Regions from separate parts of the Sus scrofa genome. Here region 2 is linked to region 1. Evidence: chromatin contacts called from public HiChIP or PLAC-seq data. All regions are on one chromosome and are shown on one strand. Each heading gives the region's core, a stretch centred on a gene start, on an enhancer-like site or on the middle of the called end of the contact. The rest is flanking DNA. Distances are from core to core; before and after follow the strand shown. Region 1 holds the start of DUSP18 (dual specificity protein phosphatase 18). Region 2 holds the start of PIK3IP1 (phosphoinositide-3-kinase-interacting protein 1).

What was found. HiChIP or PLAC-seq counts read pairs in DNA pulled down with a chosen protein or histone mark.
Region 2: a contact with region 1 is called in an H3K27ac HiChIP or PLAC-seq map of alveolar macrophages. The contact joins the promoter of PIK3IP1 here to the promoter of DUSP18 in region 1.

Annotation. Positions count from the first base shown.
Region 1 is chr14:47,546,122-47,553,410 of Sscrofa11.1, forward strand. It overlaps DUSP18 (dual specificity protein phosphatase 18), which reads right to left and starts at 4,832. Exons shown (of 2, transcript XM_021072953.1): 1 at 3,820-4,832. It overlaps SLC35E4 (solute carrier family 35 member E4), which reads left to right. Exons shown (of 4, transcript XM_021072952.1): 4 at 3,930-4,036. C14H5orf52 reads left to right here. Exons shown (of 3, transcript XM_021073685.1): 2 at 813-926; 3 at 3,935-4,127. The coding sequence ends at 4,127.
Region 2 is chr14:48,048,462-48,055,750 of Sscrofa11.1, forward strand. PIK3IP1 (phosphoinositide-3-kinase-interacting protein 1) reads right to left here and starts at 3,199. Exons shown (of 6, transcript XM_001926534.4): 1 at 2,739-3,199; 2 at 1,696-1,812; 3 at 1,497-1,616; 4 at 451-651; 5 at 273-351. The coding sequence starts at 2,808.

The DNA.
Region 1 (7,289 bases), core at 3,582-6,081:
TTTAGAAAGAAAATATTAGTAATTATTTTTAAGTGGGCAAAAATATTTAAAGGTATGTAGTTGCAAAACCACTTCATGGTGTCACCAAATTATCAAACAGTGAAAACTCAGTACCTAGTATTGTCCGTTTTTGACCATTTCCTCATTTTGACCAAATTGTTATCTCTAGTTTTGCCTGGAGCGCTTGAGTCCATTCCGACATACTCCTTTCATCCCATTTCAACCTCACACCCTCCAGAGTCTCCTCAAATCTTTGTTTACCCCAAACTTCCCTTACTTTTTTGACTTTTCCCAAAACTTTTCCCTTAGATTTCCGCTGTTAACTGAACTGACCTCTGTCCAAACTCTTTCTTTTTTTTTTTTTCCCTTTCACCTCTCCCGTCTGGATCCCCCTTAGACTTAGGTTTGAGCAGTACCCTCCCCCAACTAAACCCCTGTCAAGTTCATCCCTCTGACCTTGCTTCTTTCCTCTAAGACCTTTGCCTCACATTTCATCCTGCATTTCCTTAAGATGACTGCTCCTGTGGACAGTTCTGTGTCCCTGGTGACACTTCTCTTGTGGATTACCCTGGCCTATCTACATCCTTCTTGGTATGGTTTTTCCTCTTAGCATCCAAGAAACATCCCTTTAGTGCACATTTTCCACAGGAAGAAACCTAGGCCTACTCCTTGCTCACCCATGACAGGGCTGAGTCTCTCTCAAAAAACCTGGGGAAACCTCACTTTCTACTTCAGGATCCCCCAAAATAAGGCCCTGTTCTGGCTCTGGCCCCAGCCATCAAGCGTGTACCACCTTCTCCTACCCTCTCCAGCTTAATGAATTCCAGTGAAGCAGCGGTGAAAAAATTTTTACCCAAGAGCCACTTATCTCGGGTGATTATTCGTGACAACCTCAGTGCACAACGAATCTATGAGATGGAGGTAAAGTCATCACAAGCTTTTGCATTAGAGAGTGTTAGTGGCTCGACCCATGTTCATTTCACTCTCCCCAAAATCCTGGGGGAAGAGCACAGATCTTAGAGGTGATAGGGAGCCATCAAGGTGCTCTAATACAAGCACATTTTACAGGGGAGGTAATTGGGACTCAAGGTTACTGATTTGCCCAAGGTGTCATGACTGTCCCTGGGCTGAGGGAGCCAAGGAGAAGGACTCTGTGTCCCTTGGCTCTTATGGCATTCCCCCTGCCCCAAAGCACATTACCTTTCTATTGAGGGAATCCCCAAATGGATTCCTATTATCTCACATAAAAAGAAGTCTTGGATCTCAGAACTTGAAGTGGCATCAACACAACCTGGCCATTTTTTTCTTCAGGGACTGTTTCCCACTTTCCACACGAGAACTGAAGCTCTTCTACTTTTTGCTTAATGGATGAGAAGGGTTAGATTTGCTTACCCAAAACCCTCCAGAGAAGAGGGAAACCATAGCACCAACCCTGATTGATTAATTCATTAAGTGTATCTTTAGAGCCTGCTTGGGACAGGCACTATTTAGGGCACCCGGAAGAGGCTAGTGAACACAGTGGACTCTGAGAATGTACTCATTTCTTCCAGCATAGCAGGCAGCCCAAAGTTGAGCTGTCACTCCCTTCTTGACTCATTTGAGCCTCACTCCATGTTCCAGGACGAAATTTTTTTCACAATTTTTTTTTTTTTTATCTTTTTGCCTTTTCTAGGGCCACTCCTGCAGCATATGGAGGTTCCCAGGCTAGGGGTCTAATCGGAGCTGTAGCTGTCAGCCTACACCAGAGCCACAGCAACACAGGATCCAAGCCGCGTCTGCGACCTACACCACAGCTCATGGCAACGCTGGATCCTTAACCCACTGAGCAAGGCCAGGGATCGAGCCCCCAACCTCATGGTTCCTAGTCAGATTTGTTAACCACTGCACCACAATGGGAACTCTTTTTTTTTTTTTTACAATTTTTTTTTTTTTTTTGTCTTTTTAGGGCCACATCCACGGCATATGGAGGTTCCCAGGCTAGGGGTCGAATCGGACCTGTAGCTTCTGGCCAGCAATCCAGGATTTGAGCTGTGTTTGTGACCTACACCGCAACTCATGGCAATGCCAGATCCTTAACCCACTGAGCAAGGCCAGGGATCGAACCTGCATCCTAATGAATGCTAGTCAGATTTGTTTCTACTGAGCCACGACAGGAACTCCCCCAGGACCAAATCTTGATGGGCCTATGGGATTCTGACTTTGAAAACAGTGGGAAAGTCATACAAGATGGTGCCAGATCCACTTAAGTGTCACTTAATGACGACTAGAGCCCTGGGTGTTTTTTCCTCTGCTAAACTTCTAGTGGGGTGGTGTAGTAGAAATAGGGTGGCCTTGAACTTGGGCAGGCCAGCTTTGTGTGAACTTGGGGAATTGCTTTTCCTCTAGGATTCTTTTTCTTATTTTTAAAATAGGATCTATTAGGATCCTCTCACTTGTAGGTGGCACAAACTGAACTTGAACCAGTTCAAGCAAAATTTGAACTAAAAAGTTGGGTCATGGCCCCATCTATGCTCCAATCACTGTGGTCAGGTAGTGTAGGATACTCTGACTGGCCCAGGATGGGTTGAGGGCCAACAAGTGGGTTTGGGGATATTGTATCTCTGATAAATGGGGTGAGGATCTGTGAGATACAACTGGAAACTCCCGAGCTGGCTTTATGTGTGCCATCCTCCAGCCATCCAGAGATCTCTTTTGAAATCTGTATTGGGTCCTTACATGTTTTAAGTACAAAAGGTCCATTATGTATTCTGTTCAGGAAACTGAGACTGAGAGAGACATAGTAACTTCACTAAGGTCATACAACTTTTCATTGTGGAATCGCAAACCCAGGTCTGACTGATGGTGCAGGACCTTCTCCCTTAAGGACAGAGACTGTCTTTTCTGTGTTTGTAGACCCAGTGACTTGCTGAGGGCCCAGCTTGTAAGAACTTGGTGGATTTGAGAGGCCTGAGTGGCAGCATGATTGTGTTTCTCCCTCCAAAGTGCTCCATTAGTGGAAGAGGCAGCTTTGGCTAGGCTCTGATTTCTCAGGGCCTCCAAGAAGGCAGCTAAGATCTAGTGTCCTGGGAATCCTCTGAACAATGCTCTGAGAACCGTGGATGATGGCTAGTGTCTCTTCATCTATGGCCACAGTTCTCAACCTGAATGGCTTTCCCCCTCAGGAGCTTTGGCAATGTCTGGAGTCATTTTTAGTAGCATGAGTGACAGTGGGGTGGTGCTACTGGCATTTAGAAGCCGGAGGTCATCCCCCAACCACAAAGAATTCCCTGACCCCAAAATATTAGTATTGCCAAGGTCAAAAGGCCTTGATCCATGGTAAAAGTGAAATCACTCTCTGCCCTGGTTAGAAATATCTGGGCATGTGTTCCATCTTCCTGACTACATTGTCCTTACTAAAGACCTGAGGCTGATTGTCCTTAGTATCTTCTCCCCAGCTAACTCATTGGAATAAGTAAATGAATAAGACAAAGGACGTGCCTTCCCAAAGCTTATAGTCTTGTTAGGGACAGGACAGAAAAGAGAGAAGAAATAAGCAAAGTTCAGTGTGATGTAGGGAGTGTTCCCAACTATATGTGGGATCCACAAAGTGAGTGACAGGGACCGGCTGATAGGAGTTAAGGAAGGGGGTGAGCAAGATGCACCCTTTCCCCTCCTCCCACACCCCCTCCTCTTTCTGACCAGTCTTCAGATAGAGACGTTAAGGTCAAAATCAGGCTCTAAGGCTGCAGACTGTCAGAAGGTACCATAGACACTATCTAGCTTGATGCCTACGCTTTACAAATAGGGAAACCAAGGCGCCCTGTGAGCCGAGGTACTTACGAAATATTGGGTCCAGCTGGTCCCTTCTCCACCCTTATATCAGTAGCACAGATGCCTCTCTTACTGTGAAGTAGCCTCTTCATCCTAACATCACCTCTGTTTTTTGTAAGATAAGAGCTTCTGACAAGACCAAGAAAAAGATGGGCCACTTGTATGACCACTTGAAAAAAAAATTCATGACTGACCAGCTCAGAAAGCTGGGGCGCTGGAGACGGGAATCCATGAATATTCGGCAGTACCTGGATAGTATCCGGATGTACAAGGTCGAGTTAAAAACCCAGCTGAAGAAGAGCAGACGGCCACCCTAGTCAAGAAAGAGTGACCCACCTCAAGGCCATGACAGCACAGGGCTGACAGGAGAAGAGCTGGGAAGCAGCCAGTCTACACCATCGTAGAACAACAATAAACCAAGACCAGTGGACAGTGGAGCACAAAACCCCTGAACAATTCTAATATTTCTTGCTCCATCCCATCCCCTCTTTTCTGGTAAGAGTCCTGTAGCTGCCCAACTAGAAAAGGGTGAATTAAGCCAGCTTCCAATGTTAAGGCATAGAATGCCCTTTGGTCCCCACGTGTCTGAGACCTTTGATGGGAAGGTCTCAGTAATGCCTTTGCCTGGCATTCCAGTGGTGAGGAGTCAGGGTGGGGCATCAGGTAGACCTGAGATAAGGGTTATTTCCGCCATCCTTAGCTGTGTGACTTGGTAATGTCTCTGAGCCTCTATTTCCTTATCTAAAAGAATGGGGTAGTAGTGAGGGAACCTGCCTCCAGGAAGTGGTATGAGGATGTGAGTGCATGGCCAAGGGCCCACACTCAGTGGCTCTCATCACGATGCCTCTGGTTAGCTTCAGCCTTGCCTGCCCTCACACCCACCCTGACCTGCCTGCTGTCCCAACTATACCCGACGGTCCCCACATTGTGTCTTTACTTGCGCAGCCCCATCACCTAGAGTGCCTCTTCAGCCCCCCATGGGCTTTGGGAAGCTCTCTTCATCTTTCAAGGCTTATCTCCGTGCCATTCCTTTCCCACTCCCTGAGATTCTCAGATCCTCTGCCTCCTGCCTGCCCCACCCCTCTCCCCGCCCTGCCTAAGCCAGAGGAGGTTTCCCCTCCTCTGAACTTGGCTGACCTCCGGTGGCTTTGCTCTGCCTTCTGTGGTAGATGTTTGGGCATTTGTCCCAACCCTTGATGAGACTGTACAGTGTTTGCGGGCAGGGGCCAAGGATCCTCCAAGATTCATTTCAGGCCTCTTCCATGCCACTCTCTGTCCTGCCCCCTCCCCCCCCAGACCCAGTAGAAAAGGCTACTCTTTTCTGTGCTGACCTCTCTGTCCATACTGAGCCTGTGGTTGGCCATTTCTTGTTTGCTTGCTGTCTTCCTGACCACATCGTGAATGTCTTGCTGGTAAGAGTGCTGACTTGTTCATCCCTGTAACCACAATGCTTAGTAACTACTCGATGTTTTTTGCATAAATGACTATCTTATTTGTTCTTGTATTGCAGCTTTAGCACATTGCACAGAATAAGGGCCTGGTGCATGTTTTTTTTTAAGTTAACCAAGTTCCCTCGTTTTACAGATGAGGAAACTGAGGCCCAGAGAGGTGACCTGACTTGCCCAAGGTTATACAGCAAGTTAGTGGCAGAGAACTAGAAGCAGGTTTCCCAACTGCCGTGGAGTGGTCATTCCACATCACCACCGCAGCTGCTAGGTAAGGACCTCAGTCCTCTCTGTGGCTTTCAGAAGTCCTCTTTGCTCATCCTCATCCTCATTCACCCTTCCAGCGTTGCTGCCTAGTCATTTCCTTTCAGCTGGATCTCAGTGAGCCCCCAACCCAGGGGTCCAGGGCAGAGGTGGGGAGCCAGAAGCTCATGATGCTTCTGTTTTCCTCCTTCGGGGTCTTCCTTTGAGAACTGGAGCATATGCTGCTTTTCAGTGGGAGCCAAACTGTCTTTTTCTAGGTTCTTGTCTGTTTTCTTGGCTGAGTGAAACTGCTTAGAATAATTGATTTAAAATATTTAAATTTTATTGTACAAGCCATACGACCACATTTGCACCCCTCCCCCCCCAAAAAAACACCCTAAAAAAGTTCAACTGCTTCTAGCATTTGGATGTGTTTTTTTTTTTGTTTGTTTGTTTGTTTTGTTTTGTTTTTTTGTCTTTTTGCTATTTCTTGGCCGCTCCCGCGGCATATGGAGGTTCCCTGGCTAGGGGTCGAATCGGAGCTGTAGCCACTGGCCTATGCCAGAGCCACAGCAACATGGGATCCGAGCCACGTCTGCAACCTACACCACAGCTCACGGCAACGCCGGATCGTTAACCCACTGAGCAAGGGCAGGGACTGAACCCGCAACCTCATGGTTCCTAGTCGGATTTGTTAACCACTGCGCCACGACGGGAACTCCTGGATGTGCTTCTTATATTTGGTATATTTGTTTCAACAGTCTTTTTCCTTAGCACTGTACCTAAAAAGGGGAAAGAAAGGCTTTGGGGATTGTGCCACCTTCAGAGGGCCCACACAGCAGCCCCAGCACCTCTTTTTCCAAATTGTCCTCAACTCTCCACTTCCTAGCTCTTAACCTGATGCAGCCTCTCTGAGAATCACCCCAATCTAGCCTCCAGCCACATATACCCTTCTCCCCTGGATGAGGGTCTTTGCATTCTCATGCTGAGGCACAATGGACTGGGGGACTCCTGGGAGTCAGGTGGGTGGGGAAGATTAAGAATCCTGTCTAAGGTTGGACAGCTTGTAAGTGACAAAGCCCACCTCAGGCCTGTCTCCCTCTGAAGACCATCTCCTAACCTCTGTGAGATAAGCACCCAATCTTTATTGGTGCAGTTGGGAGTAGAGGCTGGGGACTTAGAGCCCTCGGGAGCATGAGCTCACAGATGGTGCTGTGGAGCCATAGCTGTAACATCAGTTACTCAAGGTCAGCTCTTTAACAGAGAGCTGGACTAAACTCCTGGTCCCTCTTCTACCAGGTGACTGAGGAGAACTTGTCACCCATTCTGGGATGGATTGGGCGTTAGGGAGAGTTAGGCTATGTTAGGGACATATGGACGATGAGGCAGGTGCCCACCAAGGAAGTGGGTGAACAGGACATGGGAGTCCTGACCATTGCCTTTGAAAAGATGTTTTCAGTTTCATCCTCAGGAAATATTTGTGGAATATCCTCTGTGTCTGAAGAATAGTGCTAATGGCAGGGGACAGTGCTGATGGCAGTTAAATGATACTCTTTTAATGGGATCAAGTGTGTCTGAGAAGATCTTTAATTCTTGCTGAAGGCACACTTCCTTTCCTCCTCCCCATCACCAGATGCATATCGCTCCTTTAGGGTACTTGGAAAACCTGGCCAATTTAAAAAATTGCTGGGTGCACAGTGGACCTTGTTCCTTCCCTCTCCAGAATTTCTCCATGACCTGGAGTAGAAGGAGGGAACTTCTGGGGTTTTGGGGGGCTTTTTTTTTTTGGCT
Region 2 (7,289 bases), core at 1,949-4,448, 500 kb after region 1:
TCACCACCTTTCTGGTGAAGGCCTGCTTACTTGCAAAACAGGCAACAAGAACCCCTACCTCACAGGGCTTTTGGGTGAGGAAAGGCACCAAAGAAAAGGGTTTGTCCAAGGTCACCTGGTAAAGAGTAGAACCAAACTTCTACATCTTGAGCTGGTTTTCCTCCTGCAACACCTAACTTCCTTTGTGGGTAAGAATGCCACAAAGAAGTCTCATTTGACTTTGTGTACCTGCTTCTCCTCATCTCAGAGGTCCCAGAAGAGAAGCTACTGACCTTTTGTAGGTGTAACCGAGGACAATGCCAGCTCCAATGGCAATGATGATCACCATCATGGTAATGCCCAGCACGGAGCCTGCCAAGGACAGGACACAAGGTCCCATTAGCTCCACCCCAGAAAAATCAGCAAATATTTCTCCATGAATTCTACAAGGACAGGGGTGAGCAATCCTACCCAGGGTTCCCAGGTCCTTTTTCTCCTTGGAGTTCACCCGCACCCGCTGGCTGATCCCAATCACTGGCTGCACAGCTGCCACCTCGCTCCGGGCGGGCAGGGCATTGGCAGGGGCAAACACCTGCACCTCCTCTCCTCCTGGCACTTCAGACGCCTCTTCAGTTTCTGTTGTGAAGGTTGGCAGGCCCTGGGAATTGGTCTCTGGGGGTAAAATGGGAAAGAGCTCTCATCATAGAGTGGCCTGAATTTGAGGCAGAGACGAAGGGGCCCACCTTAGAATCAAGGCCTCAGGGGGAAGACCAGGCCTAAGGGCTGCACCATAGCTGAGACAAGGCAAAAGTGAGGGGAAGGCTATGAGAAAGGGCATCTCCTGCCTCCCCGTCTTCATGTGTTCATATCCTTGCCATCTTCTCCAGGTCCCCCCTCTATACAAGGAAACAATCCACGACTCCTCTGAGCAGCTCACACTGTTGAGCCCACGCTCTGCAGCAGTCCCTACGTTATATGCTTACATATCGCATTCAACCCTACTGTCTTGCTGCCCCAGGAGCCACAAGCCTGCACTGCGTAGTCTAAGAAACTTGGGTTGAAATCCGGATCCTGCCGCTACCTTTGGTAAATCGAGGAAATTCTCTGAGTCTCATATCCCCCAGACTTCTTCCTCCCGGGGTGGGGTGAGGTGGAGGGGTGCTGTGAGCCCAGCACACAGCACACGCTCCAAAAAAACTGTCGGTAAACGCCGCGAGGTTCGCTAAGGACAGGGGACCCGGGACGTACTCTCCCAGGGTCCCCTAGGCTGCGCAGGGAGCCTGGAGCTGGGCCGATGGGAGGGGCCTCCCCTCCCTTGGTTGTTTACGAGACACTCGCTGAGGATGAGCTCATACCGGGCGGCGGCGCCGGCCAATGGGCTGTGGGCCCCGCGGCCTGGAGACAGCCCTGGCCAATCGGGCGGCGCGGGGCGGGGCGGGGCCTGCCGGCGTCCCGCTGCTGCACGTGCGCCGCGGCCGCTCCCCGGCCCCTTTGGGCGCTGGGTTTCGGGCTGGTACCTGGGCAGCGCAGGTCCTCGCAAAGCCGTTTCTCGGGAGCTCCGGCCTCGCCGCTGACATAGCACCAGGGCCCGCGCGGATCCTGGTCCGGGTTCCGGCAGTAGCTGTGGTTGCCCGGGCCTGAGAGAGGAGAGGAGACGCCATGGGCCGGGGCCGGAACGCGGCCGCCGCCCGCCTGTCGCCCGGGGCGGGCACTCACCCGACTCTGGGTCAGATGCCAGGCCGCTCTGCGCGTCCAGCCAGTTGAGGCAGTGGAGGCCCGGCGAGGGGGAGAGCTGGTCAGCCTGGTACAGGTGGCCGTTGTCCCAGAAGCAGCCTGTGAGGAAGAGGAGCCCCCGAACACAGTTGGGCAGGGGAGCGCGGGCCCACCCTGCCTGGGAAATCCTGCCCTCAGGTGGAAAACCCCGCCTGCCTCGCAGAGGATCTGTGAGGCCGGAAAGAGAAGGGAGAGGGCAAGAAGAGCCCCCAGCCGGCGCCCTGCCCCCAGCGCTCAGTGTTAGTTTTTTTCTTTCTTAATTTCTTTCCTTTAAAAAAAAAAAAAAACTGTAAGACTGAAAACACTGCACAGGTGCACAGGGTTGTTGCTCTGGAACTTGTGGCCACTTTGGAGGAGGGTGCGGGGGAGCCCTGGGTTCAGGTCCCTCTGTGGAGACGGTCGGTGGGCGACCAGATCCGAAATTCATCCCTGTGTTGTCACTCTATGTTACATAAACTCTGGTGTTCCCTTCTCTGCGGATATGGCCACACTGCCACAGGCCAACACTCCTTCCCAAGAGAATTCTACAAAAGCTTTGATTCAGTAACGCAAGAGAGAGCCTCAAACGGAGGGAACCTGCCTTTTCGCTGCCTGGATGTGACTCCAAACTCCCACCCTCAGCGGGAGAGCCGAGGAAGGGGCCGGGGAAGGAGAACCTGTGCTCTGGTGACACTGCAAAGCCCCAGAAAAGAACAGGATTTAGGAGTAAGGGGGGATGAACGCTCAAGTTCCATCCAGTCATGAGCCACAGGCAAGGAAAAGCAAAGTAGCTACTTGCCTTTGTTCTTAATGGCAAAGATGGAGCTGCAAGCTCCTGGCAGGGAAAGGAGAAAGGGAAAAAAACAAAACAAAAAAAGCTTTCATGGGACAACCGGAACCTGCTAAAATCTCCCTTTCCTGTCATCATCCTTCCTGCTTGGGAAATAGAGAGCTTTACCCTTTCCGCTTCGTTAAGTTGCTGCAGAAGGAAAAGATTGTAATCTTACCTCCAGATCCATAGGCTTCTGCCAGGAGCATGTTGCTGACAAGGATTGTTTGCACGCAGGCCAACAGCATCCTCACTTCCTTCGTCCTGCAGGTGATTGACCAACCAGGGTCCAGCTAGGGTCCCCTTGGTGGCGGCTCTTCCTCTGGTTCCCAGCCTTGCAGTCAGACCTGCCCTTGTTATGCTCTTCTGGTAAACAGCTTCTCTTTAGAACTGGGAGCTTCCCAGCTAGCTTGCTGCTGCGAGAGGTATTTTTTTTTTTTTTTTTTTTTTTTCTTTCTGGCTGAAAGGCGCCCCCTGGGTCCTAAGCTTCCTATACCAGGCTCATCACTCTACCCTGAGTCAAGAGAGGAACTCAGCCAAGTGAAGAGGCAAAGAAGTTCAGGTTGCTTAGTGGTTCAGCTTGAGACCTGCAGCGGCTGCATCCCCAGGGCCTTTCCTCTCTTCTGTTTCCGTTTGTGTGAGTATAGAAAGAATAGTTTTGTCAAGACACTTCACTGGGGGGCAGGAGGTTTGGAATTACAGTAACCACTTAGGGAGAACATGTCAGCTACACAACCAGGAGGAACTCAAGACTACGGAGAGGGGCACAAATAAGGGCATCCAGGTGGAAGTAGCTCTTTATACCTACCCTTGAGAAAGAAAAAGGGCTTTTGAGATTTATACATATTCATAAACATTGATTTTTTTTTTAAACAGCCAGGGTCAGATCAGTCATATTCCTTTGCTTATATTTGGGGTGTCATATATAGTACGAATATGAGGGGGGTCTCTTTAGTTGAAAATACATATGCCAATGCTGGGATATCTGCTTAGCTATATTTAAGAGTGCCTTTTCAGGCCTGAATTCATATAGAGGAATTAAGTAAAATACTTGCTTTTCCCACCCCACCCTGTGGGAAATCCATTTGCAGCAATTTATATCCATCATTAACAACCCCCCTCCCCATCCGTATGCCTGAGCCCTTTTGGAGTTAGGCAGAACAGCCCTTTTCCTGTTTGGCTGACAGTTCCAGTTCCCAGGCAGCCTCAGTAAACTGAGAGATGGAGCAGAGTGATTCGCCAAGACTACCTTGTGACTCAGGCAAATCTCAAAATAGAAATGGGAGACTGTTTCCATCTGAGGGCTTGCATCTTGCGGGTAGTAATTTAGGGAGGAGGAAAAAAGACTTCATTATTTCAAAAGTTTCAAAAGTTTTATCAGGGAAGAAGGTTAATGCCAAGACAACTAATCTGAAGTGAATTTGCATTCACTACAGTCAGATTTCAGACATGGAAATGATGGACAGAGATGCATTTAGTTTACTCTTTGAAGAAGTTTGCTGACAATATTTGATTCCTTCTATCTACTACATAAGACATGTTGCTTTGTTTTTGCACTTACTTTCCTGTCTCTCTACACAAGCTTTCAATCCTCTGACACCTGACTTTGTCCTCCACTGGGAATTACACCACCAAGTCTGTGAATTTACACACACACACACACACACACACACACACAAGCCAATGTTTTAGAATTTAATAATTCTAACATAATATTCAGGAGTCTTTTTAAAAAAACAATTCTTATTTATTTTACAAAAATTTTAAGAATGTACTATAGGTGTTCCCATTGTGGCTCAGTGGTAACGAACCTGACTAGTATCCATGAGGATGTGGGTTCAATCCCTGGCTCCACTCAGTGGGTTAAGGATCCAGCATTGCCATGAGCTGTGGTGTAGGTGGCAAATGCAGCTGGATCCCAAGTTGCTGTGGCTGATTTGACCACTAGCCTGGGAACTTCCATATGCCGAGGGTGCAGCCCTAAAAAGACAAAAAAAAAAAAAAAAAAAAAAAAAAAAGAACGTACTACAACTGCATGCTAGACACATAGTCTGGATACTGAGAATATATCTGTGAACAAAATATTTGAAATCTCTGCCTTCCAAGAGCTTGTATTCTAGTTGGGAAAGACAGATGTCAAATATATAAAATGTCAGGTGATCTTAACCGTTAACAGAAAAAAGGGAAAAGGCTGAAGGGGAAGGGTTCTTTGCACAGTTTTCCTTGCAGGTCCTAAATATTCTTATACCACTACAAAAGATCTACAATGTGTATTTTGTTTCATTACATAGAATATATCAACTTGAGAAAATGAGAATGCAGTTGTAATTTCAGAATAGCAGAGGGGTTCTTTTGGATCTCCCTCAGCATCTGATCTGTTGCCTTCGTATGCAGTGAGTGCTCAGTTATTGTCTCAAGAGGTGTTCCTCCTCAGACTTTGAAGGGCTGCTTCCACTGGATTATAATACTTTTCCCTCTGGTTACAGTAGAGACAGGTTGTACTCAGGCCAGCACTTGAAACATATTCAGATTATCTACTGTACCTATGTACGGATACCAGAACTGCTTCGTTAGAAGCCCAAAGCTTCTTTACCTGTTGCTATTATCTCATTTTTCTGTTTAAAAAACTGCTGTCTTCCCTAATTTACACACTTTGATATATAGCAAAATCACATTTTGTGCCTTGTGTTTTATCAGGAACAGCACTGCCTAGAAGAGATATGACAGGAAAAAGGAGATGTTTTTCAGCTTAGTCATCTTTGCTTTTTCTTCCTTGTAATAACTAAGACATTTATCAGTGCGATTTGACTTTTTTCGAGAATGATGGATTTTTTTTCTCAGTCCTTCAAAGGCATATTTTATTATAATAGATTCATTACCTTCCTTCCTTCAGTAAATCATATTTAGTTCAGAGATGTGCTTGTCATCATTGATGATGTTTTGGTCTTAGGATCCAAATTTGAGCTTTGCTTCATGTATTAGTGCAATGTGGCCATATTTTAGGGCCTGTAGTTACTCCAAACTTAAGATTTCTTTTGGAAATATTACTGCAATAGTAATATGATCCAGCACTACCCAAAGAGTCACTTTGGATTGTTTATATCCTGAAACAACATTGTGCAATATAATATTCGCATTCTACTATGTATTTCAGAGATGTTTAACTATTGGTTTCATAGTATATCAGTGCTAATCCAGAGAGACCAAGCTGTACAGTTAACTCAGGAAAGAGCTTCTGGGAGTTCCTGCTGTGGCTCAGCAGTAACAACCCGACTATCATCCACGAGGACACAGGTTCGATCCATGGCCTTGTTCAGTGGGTTAAGGATCCGATGTTAGGGTGAGCTGTGGTAGGTCGCAGATGCGTCTTGGATCTGGTGTTGCTGTGGCTGTGATGTAGGCCAGCAGCTGTAGCCCCAATTCGACCCCTGGCCTAGGAACTTCTATATGCTGAAGGTACAGCCGTAAAACAAAAACAAAAACAAAACAAAAAAAGGAAAGAGCCTCCAGAGCATTTACCAAGAAAGATGGGCAGTTTGCTTTGAACTTAGACGAACTCAAAGCAAGCATTAAAGTTGATAAAAGGCCTAAGAAAGCCTTTTTGTCAGCAAGAGGGCCAAGGTGTTGGTAAAAAATCTTTGTGGTAAGTTCTAATGAGTTGACTCCAGGTTTTCTCCCCATATGTGCTGTGGAAGTGGCCACTCCACTGAGATTTTTCTGGAAGATGTTTGTGTGTACAGTTGCAAACTAACAGGATGATTTTATGAAGCTTGTTAAGGAAACAATAGCCCAGACAAAATATCTAAACTCCAAGGAGGTTTCTGAAGTATGGCCTTCAGTGAGTTGGATTATGTCCATTTTTGTACATCTTAAAGTGTTTAATAAATATTTGAAATGAAAGGGAAAATCAGAGTCTGTAAGGATACGAGACTAATAAGCCACCAGAGAAGAGTAAAATTTTTTTGAGAATAGTAATTTTTTAAGGGTAAACAATGAAACAGCCATGAAAGCTTGTGGATCACAGGTTACTTTCAGAAACAAAAGGCTCCACACTGGGGAAGTGAGGAGCAACAAGGGTAGGGAACTTGAGGACATCACATCACGGGTTTGGGAAAATAAAGGAAAGGAGTGAATTTCTGAATGAGAGCAGATTTTGAATTAGAGGCCAGGCTTAGAAAACAAGGCTTTCATGTTGTAGAAAACAGTCTTCAGTGTCATAGGGAGAGCACGAGAGCCCATAAACTTCATTGGCTGGTAAGACTAGACTGTTGATGTTTAAGGTAAACCGATGCAGTCAGCTACAATTGTGTTTCTTTTGGAAGAGAATCTAGTATTTTCTGATCTCAGTAAACTGCATCTGATGCTTTTAAAATTTATCAACACCCAGTATGAGCTTCAGCAAAGACACTTAAGCAAGAGAAGCAGTGAAGGCTTTGGAAAGACCTGGGTTCAAGTCTCAACACTACAGTGTGATCTCGGGTAAATTATTTAGCATCTGTCAACCAAGTTTCCTTGGCCTCTTATAGGGTTGAGAGTACAGGTCTCACTGTCAGGATTCAAATCCCAGCTCTGTTGCTTACTTGCTGTCATCTTAGGGAAGCTGCTAAATTCCCTGTGACTCAGTTTCCTCACCTGGAGGGAGAGAGAGAGAAAAATGGTACCTCCCTTACTGAATTATTGACATTCATTGAGCCCCAAATAATTGTTAGTTTTTAATAAATGTGTCAGT